3 separate regions of the Canis lupus genome follow, and regions 1 and 3 are each linked to region 2. Evidence: chromatin contacts called from public Hi-C data. All regions are on one chromosome and are shown on one strand. The core of a region is the stretch at or near the end of the contact, and the rest is flanking DNA. Distances in the headings are between cores, read along the strand shown.

Evidence for each region. Hi-C and Micro-C count contacts between places; a contact is called where the count stands out from the background.
Region 1: a Hi-C map of blood shows a contact between it and region 2, with 8 times the contacts expected there. The contact joins the promoter of FBXO7 here to the promoter of PWP1 in region 2. A contact is called at or near these places in 3 of 9 Hi-C or Micro-C datasets (blood and skin fibroblasts).
Region 3: a Hi-C map of blood shows a contact between it and region 2, with 5 times the contacts expected there. The contact joins the promoter of RTCB here to the promoter of PWP1 in region 2. A contact is called at or near these places in 4 of 9 Hi-C or Micro-C datasets (amygdala and blood).

What each region holds. Positions count from the first base shown.
Region 1 is chr10:32,004,437-32,008,394 of UU_Cfam_GSD_1.0, forward strand. It overlaps FBXO7 (F-box only protein 7), which reads right to left and starts at 2,561. Exons shown (of 9, transcript XM_038550750.1): 1 at 2,232-2,561. The coding sequence starts at 2,353. BPIFC (BPI fold-containing family C protein) reads left to right here and starts at 2,510. Exons shown (of 18, transcript XM_038550757.1): 1 at 2,510-2,631.
Region 2 is chr10:32,204,653-32,208,078 of UU_Cfam_GSD_1.0, forward strand. PWP1 (periodic tryptophan protein 1 homolog) reads right to left here and starts at 2,160. Exons shown (of 15, transcript XM_038550768.1): 1 at 1,930-2,160. The coding sequence starts at 2,001.
Region 3 is chr10:32,067,210-32,071,042 of UU_Cfam_GSD_1.0, forward strand. RTCB (RNA-splicing ligase RtcB homolog) reads left to right here and starts at 1,440. Exons shown (of 12, transcript XM_038550762.1): 1 at 1,440-1,628. The coding sequence starts at 1,536.

The DNA of each region.
Region 1 (3,958 bases), core at 1,311-3,810, 200 kb before region 2:
ATTAGCCTGAAACAAACTCTCCTCCCTTCCACATCATAGGCTCTCTGATTTGAGAGAATATCCATCATTTCATCACATAGTGGTGCGGAGTAATTAACAAATCGCTGCACATTTTATAAGACACTTAGACTCAGCAATGCTAACTTCATTAACTTTTTGAGAGGTTAACCAAGGATTTGAAAATCATGTTCTGTTTATTCTTGCAATGCTGCATTTTCAAAAGTACGCAAAATAATTCATTTTCTTTCACATGTAAAAACACTTTTTCTTACCAATTAAAGTGTCTTTGGTAGAGAAATTACTAAAATTTTAGAAACTACTCCTGCTTATTAGGAAATAAATAGCTATACTTCTGTTTTCAAACCCATGAATAAATACTGAAGATGCCCCCCAAAAAAACACTATCCCAAGAGAAAAATGTCTCATATGAACTATGTGTTTATGGATCATCTGTCACAGCAAAAGGTTTTTTTTTTTTTTTCAAACAATGTCAATACAATGTTCATCCAAACAACCACCTGTAGAAAAGCTAAAGAACCATATAATTAATAAAAATGCTGGACTTCCCTCCCCATTTAGGAAAAGGGAAGAGCTACTTCTAAAGTAACATATAACTTTCCAGTGGAGGGGTTAAAAACTGAAAAAATTCAAATTCATCAGAAAATGCTATCTTAGAAACACCAGGCCTTTAAAAAATATTCATGTCAGACCCAGATCCACTTGCTCAGTGAAGACACTTAAAAAATAATAGTGTCCTACCGTTGTATTTTAGAACTACCCATTTATTATAAAGTGAACATATTTTCAGAAGAATGAATTTACTTTCAGAAGCTGAAGCTTACATTCCTTCCAGTTAACCAGCCTCAACTATAAAAACAAACCCAAAGGAGAAACTAACTTGGGCTCTTAAACAGTCCTTTCAGGAGTGCCCTTAATTAAAAAAAAAAAAATATTAATGAAATACACATACATACATATGAAAAAATATTTTAAAAAGAAGGTCCTTTTGAGATTTCTGGTGGGGTGATGACATTAACATACAAAATGCTTAGGCTTACCACCAGGAAATAACAATAGGCGTGTCACTTAATACAACACTCAACAGTTCAAATCTCATTTTTGATTTGGAGAAAAAACAGGCTTACTTTTAATATAGTAAATGAAAATGAAAAATGAAAGGTGACAAGTTCATAACATGGCCTCATTTTATTCTATTCCCTAAAAATAAAGTCAAAATCTATAAAAGTCTCAGAAAAAGGACCCACTTAGGGGCACCTGGGGGGGGGGGGCCCAGCTGGTGATCTCGGGGTGCCCGGATCAGTACCGCACCCGGCTCCCCGCAGGGACCCTGCTTCTCCCTCTGCCTGTGTCTCATGAATAAATAAAATCTTAAAAAAAAAAAATCCGCTTAATTAACAGAAAGGTTTCCTTTTGAAGAATTCACCTAGAAAGCCCCAGCGACTACCCTTGTTTCCTCAGCACGCTCAAACGCCCAATTCGCTCGCTCAGTTCGCGAAGAGGCCCACCCCTAGCTTTGTCCCTCGGCCCCCAGACTGTCATCCCCGGAAAACACTCGGTGGAAACGAAGTCTCATTTGCAGCCCCATTAAATTAATAGCGGATTCCGGTCCTTGATTTCTCAACGTCACTGCCCCCAAACCGCAAGCCCTCCAGGGTCACCCCAAGACCCACGTTTACCTTAGTTTTAGCAAAAAAGCAACAGCTCGGCCGGGGAACCAGAAGCACCGCAGCACCCACACCCTGAACCGGGTCCCGCCGCGGGCCGCGCACCGCCCGGCGCAGCCTCCAGCCCGCTCACGGCGGCCTCGGAGCGCGGGCCGGTCCCTAACTTCTGGAACTTTCCCGACGTGTTCCCCGGAACCCTGCGACCGCCGGGGACGGTGACCTGCGACCCCACCGAGCCCGGGAAAGTCCCCCCGGAGCCGAACCCCCGCGCCCGCCCCGGCCGGTCCCCGGCTTCCCCTGCGGCAGAAACGAAGGCGACGGCTCACCCTGCAGGGGGACCGGGTCCCCGGGACGCCGGGCCATGTCGGCCGCAAGCCGGGGGCCGCCGAGCCGCAGCGCTAGCGCCCGCGCCGCCCGGGCCTCCGCGCGTCACAGTCCCGGGGCCCTACCCCCGCCGCCCCGCCGCCCCGCCTCACGTGACCGCCCGCAGCAGGCGGGGAGCCCCCCGCGCCCCCCCGCGCCCCCGCGCCCCGCCCGGCCGCCTACCCGAAGCCCCAGGAGGGCAGCAGGGCCTGGCTCAGGTGCGCGCGCAGCTGGCCCAGCGTCGGCTCGGCGTCGGGCAGATCCAGCGGCCAGGTCCGCTTCTGGAGCCGCACCCGCAGCTTCATGGCGGCGGCCGGAGGCCCGGGGGCCCGGGGGGGGCGGGGGCGACTACCGGAGCCGCGAGGGTGCCGAGGAGGAGCGGAGAGAAGGCCCCGCCACGGCCCCTGCCGGCCGGTCTCTGGAACAGGAGCGCCTGCCCCTCGCGTGAGGGCGCCCCCTGGAGCCACCCCGCGGGCGGGCGGGTGGCGGGCGGCCCCCGCCCAGCCCCGCGGCTCGGCGTTCTGCGATCGATGACTCGGCGCGCAACGGCGCCGCCTGGGCGTGAGAGGCTCGCAGTGCGCAGGTGCCGCGGCCGCCACGCGGGGCGGGGGCGGGGCCGGGGGCGGGGCCGGGGCCTGGGCGGGGCGGGGGCGGGGGCGGCGCGGCCCCTTCGTGGCCAGGGCTGTGCCGGCTCCTCCCAGGCGGCCGCGGAGGACGTTCCGTCGAGGGCGCGGCTGCGGGGTGCGTGACTCGCCGCTCTGCGGGCCCGGGCGTGCCGGGCTCGTGCCGCCTGCGCTCCGCGGCGCTCAGCTCCAGCCGCAGGCCTCGGCTCTGAGAAGCCTGCGGTGCAGCCCAGGCTCTGCCCGTCTCCTCGTGGAACAGCAAAATATGAAACAGCTTGTGGTCCCCTGATCTGTGTCGGAGACGAGAGGAGTAGTGTGTCGCTCAGCAATCACCCCAAAGCTTCGCAGCCTAAAACTACGAATATTAATTGTCCCAGAGGTTCTGTATGGGCACGGCTGGGTGGGTGGGTCTGTCTTGGTCTCTAGAGATTCCAGGCAAGATGTAGGCCGGGGCTGCAGTTACCTGAAGCCTTGACTCAGGCTGGAGAACCTGCTTGCAGGAGAGCTCCCCCGACTGTGGGCGGGAGGCCTGGTTTCCACGGCGTGGACCCCTCCGTAGGGCCAATGGAGTGTCCCCGCGACACGGCATCTGGCCTCCCTCCTAACACGTGGTCCCGGAACGACCAAAGCAGGAGCTGCGATGTCTTTTGTGCTCTAGCCTCGGAAGGCAGGCACCACCACTTCTGTCATTAGAGCCAACCCTTCAGTGTGGGAGGATCAACCCAAGGGCATGAATAGCACTGGACAGGGATCACTGGGAGCCGCCTGGGAGAACCCTATCCTGGGGAGTCGGACAACAATGATGATAACTTAGGGAATGGTCAGATTTCATCCTTGTATGCTAGCCATTGTCCAAATCATTATTAGAGTTGAATGAAGTTTCTCCCAGTAGGTGGCAGTACTTGTCCACGTCCTGATCTTCAAACAGGCATCAACACCTACTTTGGGCCAGGTATTATTCCAGGTGCCTGGGGACTCAAAGAATGAGTGCAGAGTTTACAGTTGAATGAATCAACTCTTGTAGTAGAGTGTAATGATTTTTTTTATTATAAAGAACAATCCCGAGGGGTGGGGTACATACAGAAGAGTGATTGTGCCCCTAAATTCTTTAGTGGCAAGCAATATGAGATTAAGGAAGGCTGGTAGGAGCAGGGTGGCTCAGTGTGACCAGAGGGAAGGACAGAGTGGGTACTTTTCCAGATAAAGCTTTGAGCTAAGCAAAGGATTTGAGACACATTCTAGAATGTATGGGAAGCCAATGCAGAGTTTTAAGCAGGGGATTCTTTA
Region 2 (3,426 bases), core at 910-3,409:
TTAAAGATACTTTCCTAATTACTCTCATTGATCCCAGTTTTGCTGGGATTTTGTAGAATAAACTCAGTATCTTCTTCCTATTTTGACTTTGTAGAATAAACTCAGACTCTTTAAGCAGCGGTTGCCAAATTTTTCTGCAATCAGAATCATGGGGGAACGGGGGGGGGGGGGGGGGGGGGCGGGGAAATCTTCTAAAACTCCAGACCAATTAAACTACAATATATGGGAGTAGGGCACAGGTACTGTGTGGCACTGGAACTCATCCTCTGGAGATCAACCAGGCTCCACCAACAGAGCCAGCCAGGTGCCTCAGGCATCAGTATTTTTCAAAGCTCCCTAAGGGGTTCCAGTGTGTAGACATGTTGGGAACTTATATAGTTTTTAAAAGCTAACAAGTCTCTCTCTTTTTTTTTAAAGATTTTTTTTTAACTTTTTTTTTTTTAATTTTTATTTATTTATGATAGGCACACAGTGAGAGAGAGAGAGGCAGAGACACAGGCAGAGGGAGAAGCAGGCTCCATGCACTGGGAGCCCGACGTGGGATTCGATCCCGGGTCTCCAGGATCGCGCCCTGGGCCAAAGGCAGGCACCAAACCGCTGCGCCACCCAGGGATCCCTTTTTTAAAGATTTTATTTATCCATTCATAGAGACAGAGAGAGAGAGAGAGGCAGGTAGAGACACAGGCAGAGGGAGAAGCAGGCTACATGCAGGGAGCTTGACGTGGGACTCCATCCCAGGTCTCCAGGATCATGCCCCGGGCTGCAGGTGGCGCTAAACCGCTCTGCCACCAGGGCTCCCCTTGTCTCTTTTTAATCAATAATTAATTTCTAATGAGATAATTTCCTGGCACTATTCTCTCTCTATATATATGCATTGAGTATCTACTGGAGCCGAACACCAGAGAAAATGGTGAATAAAATAAGCCCAGGGGCACCTGGGTGACTCAGTGGCTGAGCATCTGCCTTTGGCTCAGGGCGTGATCCCGGGGTCCTGGGATCGAGTCCTGCATGGGGATCCCCCAGGGAGCCTGCTTCTCCCTCTCCCTGCATCTCTGCCCCTCTCTCTTCTCTCTCGTGAATACATAAAAACCTTAAAAAAATACCCCACCAAAACCCAAAAAACAAGCACAGTCTGCGTGCCCTGGTGGAAGCTAAACCTTCAAGGGCTCTGCCAATCCCTCATTCCTGTTAACTTCACCTCCCGATACTTACATTCCTATCACGTTTCAAGGCCCCCCTTTCATTCATAGCATTTACTCCCACTGACATCTACATACATGTCGACTCCATACAGGCAGGGAAGTTTTGTTTTTATGCCTAGCCCTAGACCCTGAACAATGCTGCAAACATAGAAAGCCCTGAGTAAAGATCAGGTGAACAACTTAAGTAATCTTCATCTCTCCTCTGGACTCGTTGTCGAACTTCTGCAGGTTTTTCCTTCACGATGTGCCATGTTTACCTCTCATCCCCCAATGCCACATCAACATCTCACTTGGATCCCCGCGAGACATTACTATTCAACTCCCAGCCTCAGGACATCATGGTCTCCACAGCAGTTTTCTACACCGCAGCTCCCATCCTGCTCCTCCGGACTCCGAGCCCATGAGTGGACGCTGGTTTCACACACGAGCTCCCTCTTCTCGCTGTGCCTGGACACGCCCTGGGCTGCGTGTGAAGCTTCGGGGCCGTCAAGAAGGGGCTGCGGATTTCCCACTCTGGGCAGCACCCCGCCCCCTCCCGCCGCCAAGGCCACGTGCGCGCGAATTCGGGGGGTAGGGACCGAGAGGGCGCGCGGCCCCCCTCACCACACCCGGGCCGTCACGCCCGCCAGGCCCGGCCGCGTGGAGGGGGCCCAGGTTCTCCAGGCGGGCCTGGACGAGGATGCCGCGAAGAGGCCGCTCCCCTTCCCTCCCGGCGACCGGGCCTCACCTTGTCCGGCGTCTCTTTGGCCACGCCGCAGCGGACCCAGGCCACGCACGTCACCTGGCGACTGCGGTTCATGGTCCTCACCTCAGGGACGCCTCGCGCTACAGACTCGGCCCCAGCAGCACTGGGACCCCCGCCGCCCCGCGGCCGTCGCCGTCGCTGACAGCCCTGCGCCGCGGCCCGCACACAGCACACGCGCACGCCGGCGTTTCTGCGCGTCCGCGCCCGCTTCTGACGTCATTCCGCGGCGCCGCGGAAAGGGCTGGAAGCGGAAGCGGAAGCGGCTGCGGCAGCGGCTGGGCGCGGCGTCCAGGACGTGAGTGACGCGGGTGGGCTCTTGACGACGTCACTCCTGTGACGGTCTCTGCGGGCTACGCGGAGGCCGCAGGTAAAACTGGAGCCGTCGGGGTCAGAGACTTTCACTTTGCCTGCAGTTCCTTTTTCTTTTTTTTTTTTTTAAGATTTTATTTATTCATGAAAGAGAGAGAGAAGCAGAGACACAGGCCGAGGGAGAAGCAGGCTCCATGCAGGGAGCCCGACGTGGGGCTCGATCCCGGGACCCTGGGAGCACGCCCTGAGCCAAAGGCAGGCGCTCGACCACTGAGCCACGCGGGCGTCCCTGCGCCTGCAGTTCCATAGGCTTTTCACTGACAAATGGTGGCTTGTGGTTTTCTCCTTTTAAAGCTTTCTCCCGAGTGGACTTGTCCTCCCAGGGCGACACCTCCGCCGTTACATTTCACTACATTCTTGGGTGTGACTTCCTCACCGTGAAGCACGTAGCACGGATTATGAACCTAAGTGCGCACGAGGGGCTGTAGCAGCTGCAAAGGGCTTAGTATGCGCCAGCTACGATCTAAATGCCTTATGTTAGCTTGGTTACTTCTTAAGCCTGTGTGGGAAGTCTTTTTTTTTTTTTTTAATTTTTAAACATTTTTATTTATTCATGAGACACACAGGCAGCGACACAGGCGGAGGGAGGAGCAGGGTCCCTGCGGAGCCCGATGCGGGACTCGGTCCCGGGACCCCGGGGTCACGCCCTGGGCCGAGGGCAGACGCCCAACCGCTGAGCCGCCCCGGTACCCTGGGGGTCCTACTCCCCTCTTACACACAGGGGTCCCACAGCCGGTGATGGTGCCGCTAGGACGCGACCCCTGGCGGTGTGACCCTAGAGACCCCTTGTTACCTGTGCCGCGCTCCTCAGCTAAGGTCAGAGTCACCTATTCCAGGAAGTGTCCGTGGCTAGAGGGGACTGCAGAGTGGCAAGTCTTCGCATCTGGGTTTGACTTCCTTCTTGGCTGTGTGGCTCTGTCTAGCTCATCTGCCCCCTCTGAGCTTCCATCGGGCTCTCCTACCTCAGATAGGGAAGCAAAACCAGGAGAGTGGCTACAATGGGAAGTATATGGTCTGCCCCTGTTGCATCGCCAAAGTGGGCTGTCCACCCGTGGGGTCAACTCATGGACATTTTTGCAACAGATCTGTCTTCACGTAAAATATTTTACA
Region 3 (3,833 bases), core at 190-2,689, 140 kb before region 2:
TTAGCATCTTTATTTTTTTTAAGATTTTTCATTTATTTATTCATGACAGACTCCCAGAGAGAGAGAGAAAGAGGCAGAGACACAGGCAGAGGGAGAAGCAGGCTCCATGCAGGGAGCCTGACGTGGGACTCGATCCCGAGAGACTCCAGGACCAGGCCCTGGGCCGAAGGTGGCACTAAACCGCTGAGCCACCTGGGCTGCCCAATTTAACATCTTTAACCAAGTTGACAAAAAGTGAGGGTGTGCAGACTTCAAGGCTCGATTTAAAAAGGAACACCCTGTCTCTTGGATGTTTCTGGTAAGAAATAGTGGTCACAGGAAGCTCTGGAAGTTATACCACTTCTTTAAGTTTTAGGATTTTCCCTCCCAGATGAAATGAAATGACAGTGCAGAGTCCTAAGCCTAGATCATTTGTAGTTGGCAATATACCTAATCATTGGGGTGAAATGGGGTCAGAAGAGGAGGCAAGGGGCACCCCCATGGATAATGTAAGAATGACTAGAACCCACCGCTTCATCTCCCCGGAGCTGACAATCTAGGAGCGAGTGGAAGACGGCGGGTTCCTGCAGGGCCAAGCCCCGCACTGGTTACTCCACACTGCCACCCACTCAATGCCCACAGACACTCGGAAGAACTGTGGTCCCATTTCACAGACGAGGGAACAGAGGTGACGAGGGATGAATCCTACAGGGCTGGTAAAGCAGCCTCTGCGTGCAAGGCAGAGGTAGAATCTGAATCCAGGTCTTCCCAAGTCCAAAGTCGCCGCTATTTGCATGAGGAAGGACTAGAGGCCGCAACAAGCACGTCAAAATCCCCTTCTAGTGTGAGCAAGAGACGTGCGCATAAAGAGCGTGAGCACAGGGCCCTTGGGACCCCGGGAGGCGGTGCGGGGGGCGCGGGGGGCGCGGGGGGCGCGGGGGGCGCGGGGGCGCGGGGGGCGCGGGGGCCGGGCCGGCTGCGCTCCGTTCGCCTTCCCCGCGCACGCGCGGCCGTACTAACCACCGCAGCGGCGCTCGCCGGACTCAATGATAAACTGTCACTTTCGTTCTTTGGAATGACAGAGACTTATTGAAGGTGCACCCACAGATTCATTCTCAGGCATTACGGATTTCCAGGAACATGCTTCTCGGCTGCAGACAGCTCCCCCCTCGCTGCTGCGGACGTAAACACCCAGCAGATATTCACTACAGCGCTCGGGCCTGATCCGCATTCTTCCAGCGCTGAAAAGCACTCCCAAAACGAAGGATGACTACATCTCACTAAAAATGACTGCCTTCAGGCTTAGCTTTCAGCCGGGAAGGAAAGGACCCGTCAATATCCGGAAAGGTGCACACTAGAGGGCAGTCTAAGTTAACGAGAGAAAAGCGATTTGGCGCTACGAGTTTCGAGCCTCGGCGCTCGCCGTCGCCCAGCCTGCGGCGGAGCTGGCCGCGCCTGCGCGTCGGGCTCCGGAGGGCGGTGCTTCCGGCCGCGGGACAGCGCGGCAGCGGCTCTTCGAAGCGGAGCCGGGAGTTCTCGTCAGCCTTGTCGCCGCCATGAGTCGCAGCTATAATGATGAGCTACAGTTCTTGGAGAAGATCAATAAAAACTGCTGGAGAATCAAGAAGGGCTTCGTGCCCAACATGCAGGTGAGGCGGGGAACGGGAGCCGTTGGCGAGGCCTTCCCGCCTGGGGGCCCGCGGCGCCTCCCCCTCGTCCCGACCCCCGCCCCCTCGCCCCCCCGCCCCCCCCGCCCCGCCTCCTAGGCCCCCCCCACCCCGCGTTCGCGCGGGACCGCCGTCGCCCGCACCCCGGCCGGCCCCACCTCCCGGCAGAGCGGGACGTCCCCGGGGAAGCCCTAGGGGTCGCCACATCGGCGCTTGTAAGGCGCTTTGTCATGGAAGTCTCGAAAACGCACCGTAGGACCCGACGCTCCCGAGCTTTAGGGGACGCCAGTGTCCCTTTTTTTTTTTTTTTTTTCCCCCCTTTCCTCGGTGGCACAGCCAGCCCAGGGCGGAGTTGCCGGCCTGGAGCTCCGCTCCCGAGTCTCGCGGGCCTTCTGCGCGGCGCGCACGGACCTCGGTTCGCTGAGGCAGTTGTTAGCGGCCGCCGCCTGCTAAGGCGTGTTTGGGTCTCGCAGCGTCGAGAAAGTTCACAGGGCAGGGTGGCTCGTGTCTCGGGTGATAGTCCCCCGGCTAGGGCTGGGTCGGGAGCGCAGCTTCCGCCCGGTTAGTAGCGGCTCAGCCCCTACCCGACACCTGCGTTACGGTTACTGGTCCTCCTCGGACAGAATGATGCGTTCCCGACGGAGACCTGGGAACTCCGTCCGTACCAGGGGGTGCGAAAGCCTGGGCTCACCGCCGCCCGGGCTCCCTGCCACTTGTGCCTGTTCCGCGAAAGTGAAGGAAAAAGTCAGGTTTGGGTGCATATGTTGTTAAATAGGTCTTTGAAGTCTCTTAAGGTGCCCTGTCCGGGTATGGGAGGTTTGTGGCTCTGTGTCCTTGGTAAAAGTTCCTGACAACGACTCTACTCGTTTACTCAGTATCGAAACTTAACTGAGTGTCGCCCATGAGCAGAGCTAGACACCGAGAAGAAAGGGCCACAGACATAAGGCTCCTTTTTGCTGTTTCCCATTTAGCCGGTTTCTGTATGTGGACTCTGGCTCCCTGAATGGAGGAGCAGGAGAAACCAGGCCGTGGTGGTCCTGATGACGCACCGTCAAGGTCTGGCAGCGGTTCTGGCCTAACGTTTGATAGACGCACTGTTGCTGATCCTGCCTCGGAGCAAGTCTTGTTTTGCTAGGCAGTTCTGGTTTAACCATTTGTAAGACACATTACTACCACTTCCCTAAGAGTGGAGAGTTGAAGTCTTGATATGCTGCTCTTAAAAAGTCACCTTTATGCCTTATTACCTCTGTTGTATTCCCATTCTCATGAGATGAGTGAATTTCACAGTGACATGGTATCTTTCTGTCTTCATCTCCATTCCTCGCGTAAGACGCACAGTCTGCACTAAAACTTCTTCCCCAAAACACTCACTTCCCAACTTGATGTCGTCTTTGTGTTTCCTTTATATCTTCTAAATGTCTTGCAGCTCCAGTGACATCTCTTGACTCCGAAGAGCTGGTTCAAATAGTGAACATCCCAGAAACCTCCAGCTCCCTAGGATGCTGAGCCATTTCATCAGTTTCTTCCATAACACTCACCTGTCATAGCACTTGCTTGCTTCATTGCACTCAGTTTTCCAGTCTGGGCTGCATCATGGACCGGAAATTCCTCAAAAACAGGATCTTACATGTTCTTCATATCTTCCCTAATGCCCAGTACAGTGCCTAAAGCATACTAAGTCCTCAGTAAATGTTTGGTAAAGTAATAAATGTAGCCCTTAGAAAATTGTACTGGAAACATTTTCCTTCAGCTGGTGGTGTTATTCACACAGAAGTCTTCTTTCTGATAAAGAAATTTGTCCAGATAATTAAATGTTAAGTCTTTGTTTCTCTATTAGCGTGAGTGGGCCTGTGGTGTTACAGAATTGTGTCCTCCATCGTCTTTTGTATTCTTTTATCAAGCTTCTTTATCCTCTCAAAATTATGTAGATTATAGAACTAAGCACACAGTTGAATAGCTATATGTTAAAACTTTTTTTTTTTTACTCCATATTTACCTACGCGTAGATTTGTAAATCAGCACAGGACACAAGTGTAATGTGCTATTATCTTAGGCACAGGAAAAATACACTAAGATCACATGACTGCATATTTATATTTAGAATCCTATTTTTATTATTCATCTATTTATCAAGACCCACTGATTTTTAGAAGCACAAGAGTATTGGGACTTTTGGCCTCAATGAGA